Regions from separate parts of the Mus musculus genome. Here all the other regions are linked to region 3. A link is a contact called in public HiChIP or PLAC-seq and promoter capture Hi-C data. All regions are on one chromosome and are shown on one strand. Each heading gives the region's core, a stretch centred on a gene start, on an enhancer-like site or on the middle of the called end of the contact. The rest is flanking DNA. Distances are from core to core; before and after follow the strand shown.

Region 1 (3,646 bases), core at 1,141-3,640, 290 kb before region 3:
CTGGGCTAAGGTTTTAAATTCAAGTGTTAAGATATAAAGCAGGGGGTGTTATTGAATTTTTTATGAATTGTAACTAACATCAGTTCTATTTAGCAAAACATACTAAGGCTAAGACATTACATCAATGCAGATTTACTTTCCCATACTACATCTGTACTTTTAATAAACCTCTGTGGATAACCATACTAAAGACAAAACTATTTACAGTTTTACATAATGGACACCTTTTCTAGGTACACACCCAAGCCTCACTGCAGTTGCTATGTCTGTATTTCTTTACACTCACCCTTCACACCCATGGGAGTTGGGCAGTCATCTGCTACGGGAGGAAGGGCCCTGGTGTAGTAGGAGAGGTTGGAGAAGGCTTCCCAGCTTTTGTAACCATAGTGCACATTGTAAGTAGGTGGACTGTCAATCAAATATGATCTGGCTGAAATTTTAAAGAAAAAAAAATCATTGGTCCTCATATGAAAAACAACAACAACAACAAGGGCATATCAATTATCATTGTACAATGTAGCAAGTACAGAGACTAGATTTCCTTCAGACAAAGATACCCTGCTGTACAATGGCTGAACTTTAAAGAGCACTGAAAATGCATCTTCAATAAAGCTTAAATTTTACACAGGACATTCTGCTCCAGTAGTCTTGACTTTTCAGTTTCTACCCACTCCCTGTTCCATAGCTGATGACAGAGACATTTGGGCATGGCCCTCACCAATAACTACAGACAGCTATTTTTCTCTTCTGACCCAAACCCTAGTCAACCATTTGTTTCAAAGGTTCAGAACAATTCTATGTGTTCCGAACAATTCTGTGAGCCATGGGTATTTATTCAATGAACAAGTGAACCACACTTCCTCCACACGAATGAAGGACAGGGGTCAAAACTAGAATAGAGACTACAGGTTTTCATGACTGTATTTTAGACATTTCAGGGGAAAAACAGATTAGAAAAGGTATACTTCAAGCCCTTTGAAAAGGTCAGGATAGTTCTTGGGGTTGGGTTTCTAGTGCCTAGTTGTGTTGGAGGATGCTGGAAAACAAGGGAGGGTTGTACTTACATGTCAGCACATATTTCATGATTAAACTTCGCAGGAAGGGGATGTTGTTCACAATGTTCCAGACTCCCTTGAAGTGGGTCAGGATGTAGTGCACTGTGTTTGGGGTGGGCTTCAGCAGTAATTTGATTCTTGTCAGAAATTCAGCTGGAGAGAGACAAAGCAGGAGGAAGAATGAGCAGGCCCCTCCCCCATAGGACACAAATCTACAGAATGATGGTTACACATGTGGCCACATTCCAAAGGAAGATACCCCAGGAAAAACTTACGTGTAGTACAGTTTTCACCATAGAATCCAGTCCGGGTACAGTCACACTTATACTGGTCAAATCCTGTGCTCATACATTCCCCACGGTTTTGACATGGATTGGAACAGCAAGGATTTGCTACATTAAAAAAATAAGATATCCTGTCAGTTACTCTTGGTTGTTCTCATCTTAACTTAAGGATTTAATTCTGTCACTATGGGTCAACTTTACAATGATAAGTTTGACAAATACATAGGTAGACCCAGATTTAAAAAGGTCATTATTTTAATTAAGTCTGTCTTATCAACTGTTTATGGAAATAGCAAGCAACTTTGTATTCTTAAGCAAGAAACACAGAGGACCTAACTTCATAGTTCACATTACCAACATTTTTAAAATAACTCGGACACACAGACTAGAATTATTAAGCATCCCTTTAAATATTAAAATGGATCGACCTAGTGCAATAGTCAAAATTTAGTGTAAAGAAAATAAAATTAAAACAGTCAAGTTTTAGCATTTTAAATATATTTTTAAAAATGTATTCTGGATTTTTCTGTGGATAGAAAAACTCTAACAGGTATTCAAAGCAGCCACTCTTGTTCAGTTGCCCACATCTATGCTTTTCACAAGTATTGATCAGATTGTCTTACCATAATGACAACCTGTAAGCCATTAAGACTATTGGTTTTTAGCAAATAAGAAACCTGAAAGTGGGTTGCAGTTCCTCAGGACTTAAGCAGTCCAGGCTCTTTGCCAATACACAGCCAGGCCCACACTGCTAGAAAGGGGGTCTGAGCCTGAGGAGTCCCAGGGCGCCTCGGGGCGCAACTCACCTGCCTGGCTGAGCCCCAGGGCAGCGCAGAGCAGCACAGCTCGGAAGAGCATCGCAGAGGTGGCAGCGGAGGTGGCAGTAGTGGTGGCGGTGGAGCTGGCAGGATGCAGTGCTGAGTTCCTTCGTGAGCAGAGTCCTGACTGACTCCTGAAGCTCTTAGCTCGCAGTTTGACAACTGGCTGCTAATGGGGAGAACCTTGCTTTTAAGTCTGTAAAGCGGACTCCACGTGACGTAGTGGTGACTCTGTCTTTCCGCTTAGGCTTTCCCCAACCCCCACCAACTTTTCCCCCTCTCTGCTTCAGTGAGTTGCGCAAGAACCGCAGCGGCAGGCTTTTACCCACGCAAATGAGAGACGAAGGAAGCCGGGAAGCTGCCCTTGGCTGCCCCAGGTGGTGCCAAGAGAGCTGCACCGCCCTCTCCATCCCTCCAGGCGCCCTGTGGTTCGCTGAGTCTGCGCCTAGTCTGGCGCTCTTTGGGGTCTCCGGTTTCCTCCCAGTCGCGCATCCAGTGGGGGCCTAAAAGCTCAAGAGTGTCACAGCTTCCCCTCCCGGGATCTAAGGTCCTAACTAAGGGAATCCCCTCACCTCTCCCCACTGGGGCGCAGTCTGACGTGCTCGCTGCTCAGAGCACGCACACAGCTACCGGTTAATTTAATTTCTTCTATTTTTAATGAAATGAGTGTCCTCTGTCAGGGTCCACATCTGTACTGGTGGAATTAGGTTGAAGTCTTTCATGGAACTACCCTCCGGGTTCTGCAGTCACAGGAGCCCCTGGCACTCGCCTTTCCCAGGGACAGATGCTGAGCTCCACTTCATCGGAATGCTAAGTGTCCACAGCATTGCTTTAAGGTATTTTCCCCCTGCTGTTACATAGCTTTTATCATTTTGATCAGCAACTCTTTTCACGGGATGTATCACTAGAAAGAATTTGTTTTCAAATGTACCTTTTAAAAACTTTTTCTGTCCATGTTTACAAGAAAGTATGTTATGGCAACGGATCAAAAGGTAATAGTTATTTTTCCATAACTAGCCTTATTCTCCCTAACCTTAAAAAAAAATTCACTTCATTCAGAAACAGTGTTTGATAAAAAATTATTTGCCTAGAGAGGTGATGTTTTTGATAGTGTTGGATATCTTCCTACTGTGTTTGTGTTGGCCATGGAGGGGGTGTGAGGATGGAGTAGCGAAAAGGAGCAAAATAAGAAAAGGAGGAAACTAAAAAATTCAACTAAACTGTACGTTCTTGGCGTGAATGGATAAAAAAAATGACACAGAGTGTGAAATTACACTATATTCTGAGGACAGTTAAGTCAGGAAAATGGTTTGAAGCAGGCTGGGTAACACAGCAAGACCCCTGCTCAAAACAAAACAGAACAAAACAAAACAAAAATGAAAGGGGAGAATATCCACATGGGGGAATCCAATCGACCATGAGAAGCAGCACTTAGGAAACTCTAGCAAATACCTGACTCTGCGGAAGTCTCCCAGAAAGTAAGAATACT
Region 2 (3,161 bases), core at 63-2,562, 450 kb before region 3:
CACTTCCTACAATTCATGACCTTGATGAACTCCTCCATATATATTGGAGAATCTTTGCACTTAAAAAATGTATTAAGAGATTGTTCAGAGCCAGGGAAATAATGGTCAATTAATATAGTGATTACTTCTTAAAGGACCCTCCACCAAGGACAACCATTTGAATGAGAATATTGCTAATAAACTCTACTTTATTTTAACTTGGAGCTTTCCTTTGCTTTCATTTGTTCCTTTTATAGGTGTCGTTGGTATGATCACTGGCTTGCAAGTGGATGAAAAAAATAGACCAAGGTTTTCAATTTTATTTAGAGGTAGAGTTTTAGCTGATATTGGAGGCCATACTATATAGCCTTTTAATGTGTATTTATTTTTACTAAAGTGACTCAGTAATTGACATTGGCCATATGACTTTCTAGAAATATTATTTAAACATTTTTGCTAGAAGAACAATAAAATACTTAGCTGCTCCTTCACACTTTTTAACACATTATCTGTGCTACCACTGGTACAGGCGATGAAGTTTGGAGAAGTTTAAAAAGGCAGGGTAGAAAGGTAGATTATTGTAGAGTAAATTTCTTGAAATGGAAATCTATGAAATGGTTTTTATAATAGAACTCAAATTATAATCAGGGAAAAACAAGTGTCAGCAGCAAGCCTGAACTTTGAATTTCTCACTGGTTTGTCAAGATGAGTCACCATGAAATCAAATCTAATGTATAGGTAGGAAGTTTAGTCAGTGAAGCTAGTACTGCACGTTGATTTAGGAAAAGCTATGCAAAGGTAATGCATTGAGATTTGCTTCCAAGGATGCTGAGGGTCCTCGGAAAGCTGAGAAACCAGTTTCAGCACATACTTTGATGCTACTGATCTCTTGGACTGGGTGATTGCTTGTTGTGGGGACTCCCCTGGTCATCTGAGAATTTTTTTGACATTTCTGAACTGAATCCACCAAATGTCTATAGGAAACCTGTTGCCACCTTAGTTACAACAACCAAAATATCTCTAAATATTATTGTCATCAATGTCAGACACCCCAGTAGCCCCTGGTTGAGCACCACTGATTTTGCACATAAAGGGTAATATGGTATAATTAGAGAAATTGTCCTAGTTTTAGTGTCTTAACAAACAAGCCAAGCCATAGTGTTGCAATCTGGGCACAGGAAATTGCTAAGTTCTTTCAAGGAGATGGCTTGATTCATTCTCCAAGTGATGTTGACTAGCCTTGGGAGATAAGCACAGATAATGCTTTGACTACTGTAGGACAGATATCATAAAACCCCATACCTGATTTACTGAGGGCTCAGTGGTGACTGTACATTTTTCTGAGATTCCCTGAATAACACAGACACAATAATTTCAGATGAGTCACTAAAATTATAGCTTAGGAAATACGAAGCATATTAAAAATACAATTTAAAGCCGACTCATGTTTTACTTTTCCACTTCAAATATCAAGTGAATTTTTCCTTTTTTCCACTTGCATTGCTTTCGGTAAACTTGCTAGACTTAGCTTTAGTCATCTGCTGGGCTGAACAGCAGTGGGTATGACTGTCTAGATCAACTAGGCAGTTTTGAGTAGTTTTAAAATTTATGCTCAAGGAATGAACAATGATAGAAACTTGAACCACTGAAAATATTCACCTTATAAAAACTAAAAACAAAAGAAAATATATTTACTATATTGGACTCAGGGACATGATCTTAATTTCCATAAAGAAAACAACTTTTTATAGTTTAATATCTTTGGGGTATAACATGGATGTAGGATGAATTTAGCCAGTTGTAGTTAGAATAAATCTAGTCCTTATTAATTTACTTTACAGATATATTTCTTAAGGATTACTAGGTGACGTGGCAGACATTTTACTAATGAGAAGCAACCAGTCAGTTGAAGTCCCTATACTCCACACTACCAGCCAAATGAACTGAGAATTACACGTAAAGTGTTTGAGTGCCATTAAATGTTACAGATATCACAAAGGAAAGGGGTATCAGTTAAGTGAAACAGAACAGACACCATAAATTTTATTGTATTCCTATTGATGACAGGATGCTTCTCACTGTACATAGCCAGCACAGAGGGCTACCAGTTAACAGTCTGTGAGGTTAGTATTTAGTCTCAATTCGCATTTGAATGTTGGAAAGGCAATTTTTTCAAAACATTTTTTCATTTTCACTAACTCTGTCAAGTTGTATATCTCTGCCTCTTAGTTCTTCTGTAATTTTTACATCCAGTGCATTCAGTCCCTGCCTTCCCTTCTCTGTAACTACTCCAGATTTATAAGACACATGAACCCATTTGCTCTAGGCAACATCATTGAAAAGAACCTACATTCTAAATTAAAGACCCTTGTTTCATGTCCCTTGTTAGACAACCAGTATGGCCTTCCTGGCTCCATCTTTTAACCCTGACACCCATCGTTTCCCTACCTATTTTGTTTTGGTTCTTATGTGACTCTGGATATCTCTTCTCAGCCTTTACTTACAAGCTACTCGATATCAGTGTCCCACCATTAGTGGGGCTTTTGTGGGGCGTGTCTTTTCTGGTTCCTTCTCCTTGTTCATTTTACCTGCTTCATGCATCTCGTGACTTCAACTACTGCCTCTGTGTTTGTGGCTCTCAATTTCTTCTACCTCATAATTGTTTCGTGATTTACTTCTCTCTAAATTTAATATATTTCTACTTTTTTGTGAAATTTTAATTTTTTTGATATTGCTTAATTAGTCATCTGGTCTGCTTGTGCATCTGTGTACCTTGCACATTTCTGGTGCCTCTGGAGTCCAGAAGAGGGTGTTGGATCATGTAGAAATGGACTTATAGACAGTAGTGAGGTAACATTTGCATGTTGGGAATTCCACCTGGGTCCTGAGAAAGAGCAACTAATGTTAACAGCCAAGCCAACTCTTCAGCATGTTCCTTATTTCTGTTCTTATGTATCCCAGGGATAACTAGATAATTCTTGAAAACACGCATCACATTTAATAGATGGACATTCAAAACCATTCTTAGTATGTACTCAGATTAAACTGGGGGCTAGAGAGAAGGCTCAGCAGGTAAGCTGCTCTTCTAGGGGTCCTGAGTTTAATTCCCAGCAACCCCATGGAGGCTCACAACCATCTATAATGGGATGTGATGCCCTCTTCAAGTGTACAGACATATGGGC
Region 3 (3,531 bases), core at 896-3,395:
TCAGACAGACTTTGAAAAGAGATGGAAGAAGTAAATGATGTAAAATTCAAACGGTTTTACTAACTCTCACTATAACATCAGGAATAAAACATTACAAGCAAATAGGGCAATGTGGCTTGCCAGCCAGATGAGTGCTTTGGGTCGAATAAATGCTGGGGTGTCTAGCAAATTGGAAGACCTTCATTTTCCTGTGCAAAATTCTCTCTGAGTAGCTGAAGATAATCTTAATCTGCTAACCCTCCTGCCTTTTCTCACTGAATGCAGGGGTTTCAGGAGTGTGCCACCCCACCTGGTTTATATGGGACTAAGATTTAAACAGAGGGCTCTTCGAATGCCAGGCAAGTGCTTTATCATTTGAGTTGCGTCCCAGGTATGAAAATTTCTGTTTAACCTTCTGATGTTTCAATAAACCTTTTACAGGATTGCTTGAAAGTGAAAGAATGTCTTCGTTTTGAGTCATGAAACACCGTAAGTAATGTCAAAGTAGTCAGTAGGTGTTCAAACTCTAATCATCACTATCTTTCTCCATGAAGTATCACATAATCTGAACTAAGTAATTAAGAAGCAAATAAATAGAACCTTGCAACAAGGAATATTTCCTCCTGTGGCTGACACCTTTCTCTCAGGAGAGGGCATGCGTTTCCCACATGTCCATAGAAAAGATTCACCACTTTCACGTAGCACACTTGATCTGCTTTTGCATTCATAGTGATTGCTCTCTCTCACCTCACAGTAGCTGCTGGAAAGAGGTTAGTACACACAGGCAAAGCAACCTTAAAGCTTTACAAATGTCACATGCTGTCAGGGACTTTCAAGTAACCCGCCTATGGCTGTAGTGTCAGATGCTAACCCAAGGATGAAATAACAAAGTGGCTACTCAGAAATGTTCAATGACATTGTAATCTAGTGATCTTCTTGCTTGCACATGTGGACAGCTCTGCCCTTTTTCCTGGCTTCTTCTTCTTTTTTTTTTTTTTTTAATTGAAGATCGGTTTTCCTTTACAATATGTTCTTCCCCAGCCCCAACTCCTCCCACACGACTTTTCTTTTCCAGTTAACACAAAGAGGATAACATTAAGAAGGGGAACTTTTCTATTTGTTCTCTCAGTGTTTTCATTTCAATAATATGAGAAACTCAAAGTTTTGACTCTTTAGAAAGAATTTACAAAGAATCATTTCAGTACTTATTAAATAATACAAGGGATAGTTTTCTTCCCATTTCCTTTCTTTTTTCTCTTAGATACTTTCATATAGCTCATGTTGCCTGAACTGGCTAGGTTTATGTCAATTAAACACAAGCTAGGGTCATGTAGAAAGAAGGAATTTTAGTAGTAATTCAGAAAATACCTCTATAGGTGTGGCCTGTACGGCATTTTTTTTTATTGATGATTGACATGGGAGAGCCCAGCTTATTGTGGGTTGTTTCAATCCTGAGCAGGTTATTCTGTGATCCTGATAATATGAGAGAGCAGGCTGAGCAACCCACGGGGAAAAACCCATGGGGAGCAAGGCAGCACCCCTCCATGGCTTCTACTTCCATTCCTGCCTCCTGGTTCCTGCCTTGAGTTCTTGCTCCGACTTTCCTCAGTAATGGGGTGAGACCAGAGAGTTGTCTGGTAAAATAAATCCTTTGCTTTCCAAGTCACTTCGCATTATGTGTTTTATTACAGCAGTAGAGACATAACTATGACATAGCCCAAGCTGGCTTTGAACTCACTATGTAGGCTGCAAGACCTTGAATTCCTGATCTTCTTGCCTCAAACTCACTAATGGCACTCTTTACAGGCATGTGCCAACCCACCTGGCTAACTACTTGTTCTTGAAGCACTGTGTCTCAGAATAATGAAAAATAACTATTTTATGGCTTATCATAAATATTAGCTCTCAAAGAACAATGCATATTCATGAATTTTCAGATTATTTTAGCCTATGTATTCATGCATGAGTACATATTTTGAATTCTGTCTTTGGTTTGTTCACAGGTTCATGGAGAGAATCTGGCTTTCCAGTCTGTGTTGTCAGACACTTTAGAGGCCACTGGGTTCATCCTGGCAAATTCTGTTCCAGCTAGGTTTTCCCTGTTCACTCCAATCTACTTGTCAGACATCAGAGTGTCTGACTCTGGTCTGAGTTTTACTGAATCCTCTAGACGCAGTGGTTAGAATGATTCATCTGAGAGCTACAAGAGTGTTTATCTTCTACATCAGAAGTGTAAGGCAGAAAAAAGAATGATTACAAATGCTTGGTTTAAAGCTTCAGATTAGGCTGCTACCCTGCCCTCAGGGCCTTCTGATTCCAAACTTTTTAAACAGTTTATAAAAATAAAATTAATCACACTGAAAAGTTTATTACGAGGTACTTACGTTAACTTAGCCTCTCTTAGCTCTACATTTTAGGTGAGTGATTTGAGGCATTTCCTGGCATTTTACTACATTCCATTTCAAACTGATTTGCTCTTGATTAGCAAATCAGTTTTGTGCAACAGGTAGTGAGTCAGTAGCCTTAGCATAAGAAGAATCTTGCCTAATGATGACAAATATCTTAAGGGGCACTCTGAGGGTCACGGTGAGGATTATTGCAGATAAAACCTACAAACATTTCAATCTGAGTTTGGCAGAACTGTAAGCAGTCTGTCAGTCAGCTCTAAATTATCACTACCACAATTAGAAATTGCTCAGAATCCTCTTTGTGAGCTGTTACCACCTAACCGTGTGGGAGCAAAGCAATCTGAGCACCACCAAAGATCGTGTCAAAAAGGAAGACTTTTGACTTTAACCCACAGTGTTCTCTGACATATGCAACAGTCTCACTCAATTATAATTAAAAGTCAACTTTAGATCTTCTTGCATTCATCCATTACCAAAGAGCTGTGATGGCATCAGGCAATACAATAGATCTACAAATTATGTTATGTATACATTTATTAATGCTCCTTTTTATCCTTCTCCTGGAAGGAAGGGAACAAAAAAAGTTTCAGTTTAGTGACCCAAGTTTATACACCCAGAGAATGATAGAACTGGGTTGTGGGAAACATTTCAAAATAAACTACTATACTATTTTGATCTACATATTATCTATTAATATCTCTTTAGCTACTCTAGTGCACAATATCAATAGTTTGAACCATGATGGTGATCATTAAATCTTGAATGAAGTTCAGACTGATTTCCACTTCACAGGAGTCAGGATGCCCAGCCCTTTTGACTCAGTTCATCGAGGATGACTGGATTATTAGACCTCTGAAGAGAGCTCATCTCTGCAAAGTGTGAATGCTTTACCTTATGGGAGAAAGGTGATTTGATGAATCTGATTAAAGAAATAGGCTCAATGTAAACACATGGATCTCTTTTTCCCCTTTATTTTTTGTTTTGTGTGTGTGTGAGTTTTTTTGCTTGCATGTCTGTGTCATATGTGTGAAGTTCCCAAAGAAGCCATAAAAGGACATTGCATCTCCTTGGAACTGGAGAGACAGACTTCAGGGACCCTCTGGAAGAGTAGCCTGTGCCTTTATGGGCTGAGACACCTCTGCTG
Region 4 (3,287 bases), core at 741-3,240, 320 kb before region 3:
CATTAAATGCCCAGCTTCTCTTTTGTCTCAGCTCACTTAGGACAGAGACTAATGTAATGCTGTTTCCTTCCCTCAGTGTAGAGAAGCCATAGGCATCTGTGAAAGGAGCAGTTTGAGTCAGAAGGAATCCAGGGTAAAGCATGGATAGGGAAGAGCTATGCAAGCAGAGGGAAGGGTGACTTCAGGGCAGGACAGACCTATAATGACTTTGCGTTTCTTGGGTGTGGGATTGAAAACCTCTGCGGCATTTTGAACATACAAACATGATCTGACTGGTTTAAAAGGTATTTCCGTTTTCTTGACTCTCTCTATGTAAACAGTTGAAGAAAGAAAAGAAGGGTGTTATCCATCAACTCCCTAAAATATCATCATAGCTTCCCTCTGTTTCATGTTTTACTGGTATTTTTCCATTGGTTTCATTAGTTATCCTACTTGAGAAAGAGGAAAAAGTCTAGTGAGCTTTAAAACACATGAGCCAGGTTCATACAAACCTACAGCTGTGAATCCAAACACCTGTGCTGTGTTGCCACAGCTCTATTTCTGGAGTGTAAACTCTGAATTGCAGTAGAATAGAATAAACACTATTGTGGTGGTTCATGTAATCCCAGCAATTGGGAGCCAAAGCAAGAGAACCACAAGTTCCAGGGCACCCTGGGCTAAAAAGCCATACCCTATCTCCAAAAGCCAATTAACCAACAAACAGAAGAGTGGAATAAGAAAAGGATGTAAATATACATATATACATACTCCATACATATTACACACATACAGAACAAACAGGCTATGTGTGTGTGTTTATGTATATGTGTATATATTTTAGTATCTGTATTTATGAGTATATATATCATGTGTGTGTAGGTAACAATAATTACTAAAAAAGAGGTCATGAATATGAAAGAAAGCAAAGAGAGGTAAATGGGAGGGTATAATAGGGTTTGGAAGGAGGAATGGCTAGGGGAAGATAATTAATTTTATCTCAAAAAATAAAAGGAGTACTTTGTAGAAAAAAAAAGAAAAGAATAAAAAGAAAAGGGTGTCAAAGACAGTGGGCACAGCACGTTTACCCCAGTGCTGGGATGGGTGTAAGAACCTGGCCTGTCAGCGTGACTCATCCATTTCTATAGTCTCAGTAATGGAGCCAACATGAGCATATGATCCCAGGAGGCTCACCAGAGCTTTCCTTTTGGATTTGTTATTAAAACCAGAGCAGTGCATTTTTTTTTTTTTGGTCCTGGAGATGCAAACATGTAATCAGGAAATGCCATCAACTATCCTTCTTTCCACAAGAGAAAGTCAGTTCACAACAGGGAATATTAATAATTTGTTCATAGCAGTCTTCCTTTTTAGTCATCACAGGAATGCTTTGTAATATAATCCACAGCCGGGGTGGAAAAAGGAAATGCATGCTCACTTTGCATAAGCCCATCTGTATATTACTATTAGCCCTAAGGTAGCTAAGGCAATAAAATCGTTCTGTCGACAATAAAGTTTGCCAAATAAAATTGGCCTTTAACCCAAAGCTTTTATTTGTTCACTGACAGGGAATGGACCACATCCCAGCCTGAAGATTTCCTCTATTCTTTTCTCTAAATCCCCCTGGTAAAGTCCACAAGCATCAAGACCTTTTCACAAACACAACACTACACTGAGAGCACGAAGTGCACAGCTGGGATTCTGGCACTCAGAAGATGGAGACAATCGGATCAAGAATCTCAGGGCAGCCTGAGACAAATGCAATGGAAAAAAAAAAAACCAACAACAAAACAAACGTAGAGAAAAAGGATAGAAGAGAAGCCAGCCTATAATTTGCAACAATCAAAATGGTGACTGGATCTAGCATGCATGAACTACTCTTTGTCACACTTCTATCCGAAGTCTATCCTCTGGAGAATTTCCATGAATTTTAGGAAGAATCTATTCATCCGTAAGTCCTGTGGTGCTCTGGGTGACTCAGTATGTAGCATCCACTTCGAGGTCATCGTAGCTAGTTTTGTCTTGCTCACTCACATTCTAACCATCTAGGTTCCTTGCTGATGCTCCAAGCATTTCAGAGGCAGGGAAGTAGGGTGGAGAGTGAGGGTCGCTAGGCTTACACAAAGTCTAAGAACAGGAGCAGAAGTGCTCAGGAATGTCTGAAGGTGACCCATGATTTATTACAACACTAGAACATCCATTGTGTGTGGACATTTAAGAGCTATTAGCAAAGTAAATGTTATACGCCGCCCCCCCCCAAAGCTTACACAATGTGACATAAAAGCCCCAATTGTTTGTACAGTGGGGCCAACTGAACTGTTAAATTCTCTACTCTAGCCTACTCTGCCCACCCACGATCTAGAAGTGAACTTTCTTTTTTCTTTCTTTTGCTTTGTATAAGTCTATGTGTATGTGTACGTTCATATGTGATGGTATACATCTGCACATTGGACATGGTTACAAATGCACATGTGTAGGGGGCAGAGATCAGACTCAGGTACCATTGCTTGGGAATTGTCTACCTTGTTTTTTGAGACATAGTCTGTCATCTGGACTAGAACTCACCAACTAGGATAAGCCAACACTTGTGAACTGCATGTGCCCTGTGATCTCTAGCACTGGGATTACAAGCATGTTCTACCATGATCTGCCTTTTCATGTGACATCTAAACACTGAATGCAGGTCCTCATTATTGTACCACAAGTACTTTAATGACTGAGATGTCATGCAGCCCAAAAGTGTACATTCTTTTAACAAATTGTTCCTGCTTTTGCTACCACTCGTGTGTCTCTGTTCAATTCCTGTTCTGGGACACAAAAACTGCTCCAGGCCTCCAACTCTATCCTGATGTCCTTTAATACGATTTCTATTTCAGGATGTTTGCTCTTTCCTTCTTTTTTCTTTCTTTCTCTCCTTCCTTTTCTCCCACCCTCCCCTCTCTTTTTCTCAATCTGTTCCTCTATTACTTCCTTCTTCCTTTCTCCTTCCTCCTTTTCCATCTTTCCTTCCTTCTTTCCCTCCCTCCCTCCCTCCCTCCCTCCCTCCCTCCCTCCCTCCCTCCCTCCCTCCCTTTCTTCCTTCCTCCCTTTCTCCCTCCCTCCCTTCCTTCCTTCTCCCTCCCTCCCTTCCTTCCTTCTCCCTCCCTTCTCTTTCCCCTTCCTTCCCTTCCTTCTCTCCCTCTCTCTTTCTGTCACTACTCTACTTTTGTTTAGACAGGATCTCATCCAGCTGAAGTTGATGAATGCTTAATGTAGTAAAGGCTCAATGTTCCTGTCTCCACCTCCCACCTAGTGGTATTAGAGGCATATACAGA

What was found. Promoter capture Hi-C pulls out the DNA fragments that hold promoters and counts their contacts. HiChIP or PLAC-seq counts read pairs in DNA pulled down with a chosen protein or histone mark.
Region 1: a promoter capture Hi-C map of HPC-7-derived erythroid cells shows a contact between it and region 3, with 5 times the contacts expected there. The contact joins the promoter of Ptgs2 here to the enhancer-like site in region 3. A contact is called at or near these places in 3 of 39 promoter capture datasets (HPC-7-derived erythroid cells, cranial neural crest and macrophages), 1 of 15 datasets of contacts at CTCF or cohesin (the NIH/3T3 cell line) and 2 of 9 other capture datasets (adipose tissue and pancreatic islet).
Region 2: a contact with region 3 is called in an H3K27ac HiChIP or PLAC-seq map of the NIH/3T3 cell line, with 11 times the contacts expected there. The contact joins two enhancer-like sites. A contact is called at or near these places in 1 of 15 datasets of contacts at CTCF or cohesin (the NIH/3T3 cell line), 2 of 484 Hi-C or Micro-C datasets (bone marrow-derived macrophages and embryonic fibroblasts) and 1 of 115 datasets of contacts at active chromatin or transcription factors (the NIH/3T3 cell line).
Region 4: an H3K27ac HiChIP or PLAC-seq map of the NIH/3T3 cell line shows a contact between it and region 3, with 4 times the contacts expected there. The contact joins two enhancer-like sites. A contact is called at or near these places in 1 of 484 Hi-C or Micro-C datasets (nephron progenitors) and 2 of 115 datasets of contacts at active chromatin or transcription factors (the NIH/3T3 cell line and embryonic fibroblasts).

The regions. Positions count from the first base shown.
Region 1 is chr1:150,098,775-150,102,420 of GRCm38.p6, reverse strand. Ptgs2 (prostaglandin-endoperoxide synthase 2) reads right to left here and starts at 2,390. Exons shown (of 10, transcript NM_011198.4): 1 at 2,146-2,390; 2 at 1,331-1,447; 3 at 1,065-1,208; 4 at 287-430. The coding sequence starts at 2,197. Ptgs2os (prostaglandin-endoperoxide synthase 2, opposite strand) reads left to right here and starts at 2,547. Exons shown (of 5, transcript NR_015466.3): 1 at 2,547-2,993.
Region 2 is chr1:150,258,587-150,261,747 of GRCm38.p6, reverse strand. No RefSeq gene overlaps it. Among named protein-coding and RNA genes, the nearest start is that of Pdc, 59 kb to the left of the region's middle. Within about 2 kb of position 1,312, at least 9 of the 459 cell types and tissues checked have an H3K27ac peak or open chromatin away from gene starts, as enhancers often do. A contact at or near this core is called in the NIH/3T3 cell line, where this site is marked.
Region 3 is chr1:149,812,790-149,816,320 of GRCm38.p6, reverse strand. No RefSeq gene overlaps it. Among named protein-coding and RNA genes, the nearest start is that of Gm23535, 110 kb to the right of the region's middle. Within about 2 kb of position 2,145, at least 14 of the 459 cell types and tissues checked have an H3K27ac peak or open chromatin away from gene starts, as enhancers often do. A contact at or near this core is called in the NIH/3T3 cell line, where this site is marked.
Region 4 is chr1:150,128,929-150,132,215 of GRCm38.p6, reverse strand. No RefSeq gene overlaps it. Among named protein-coding and RNA genes, the nearest start is that of Ptgs2, 31 kb to the right of the region's middle. Within about 2 kb of position 1,990, at least 24 of the 459 cell types and tissues checked have an H3K27ac peak or open chromatin away from gene starts, as enhancers often do. A contact at or near this core is called in the NIH/3T3 cell line, where this site is marked.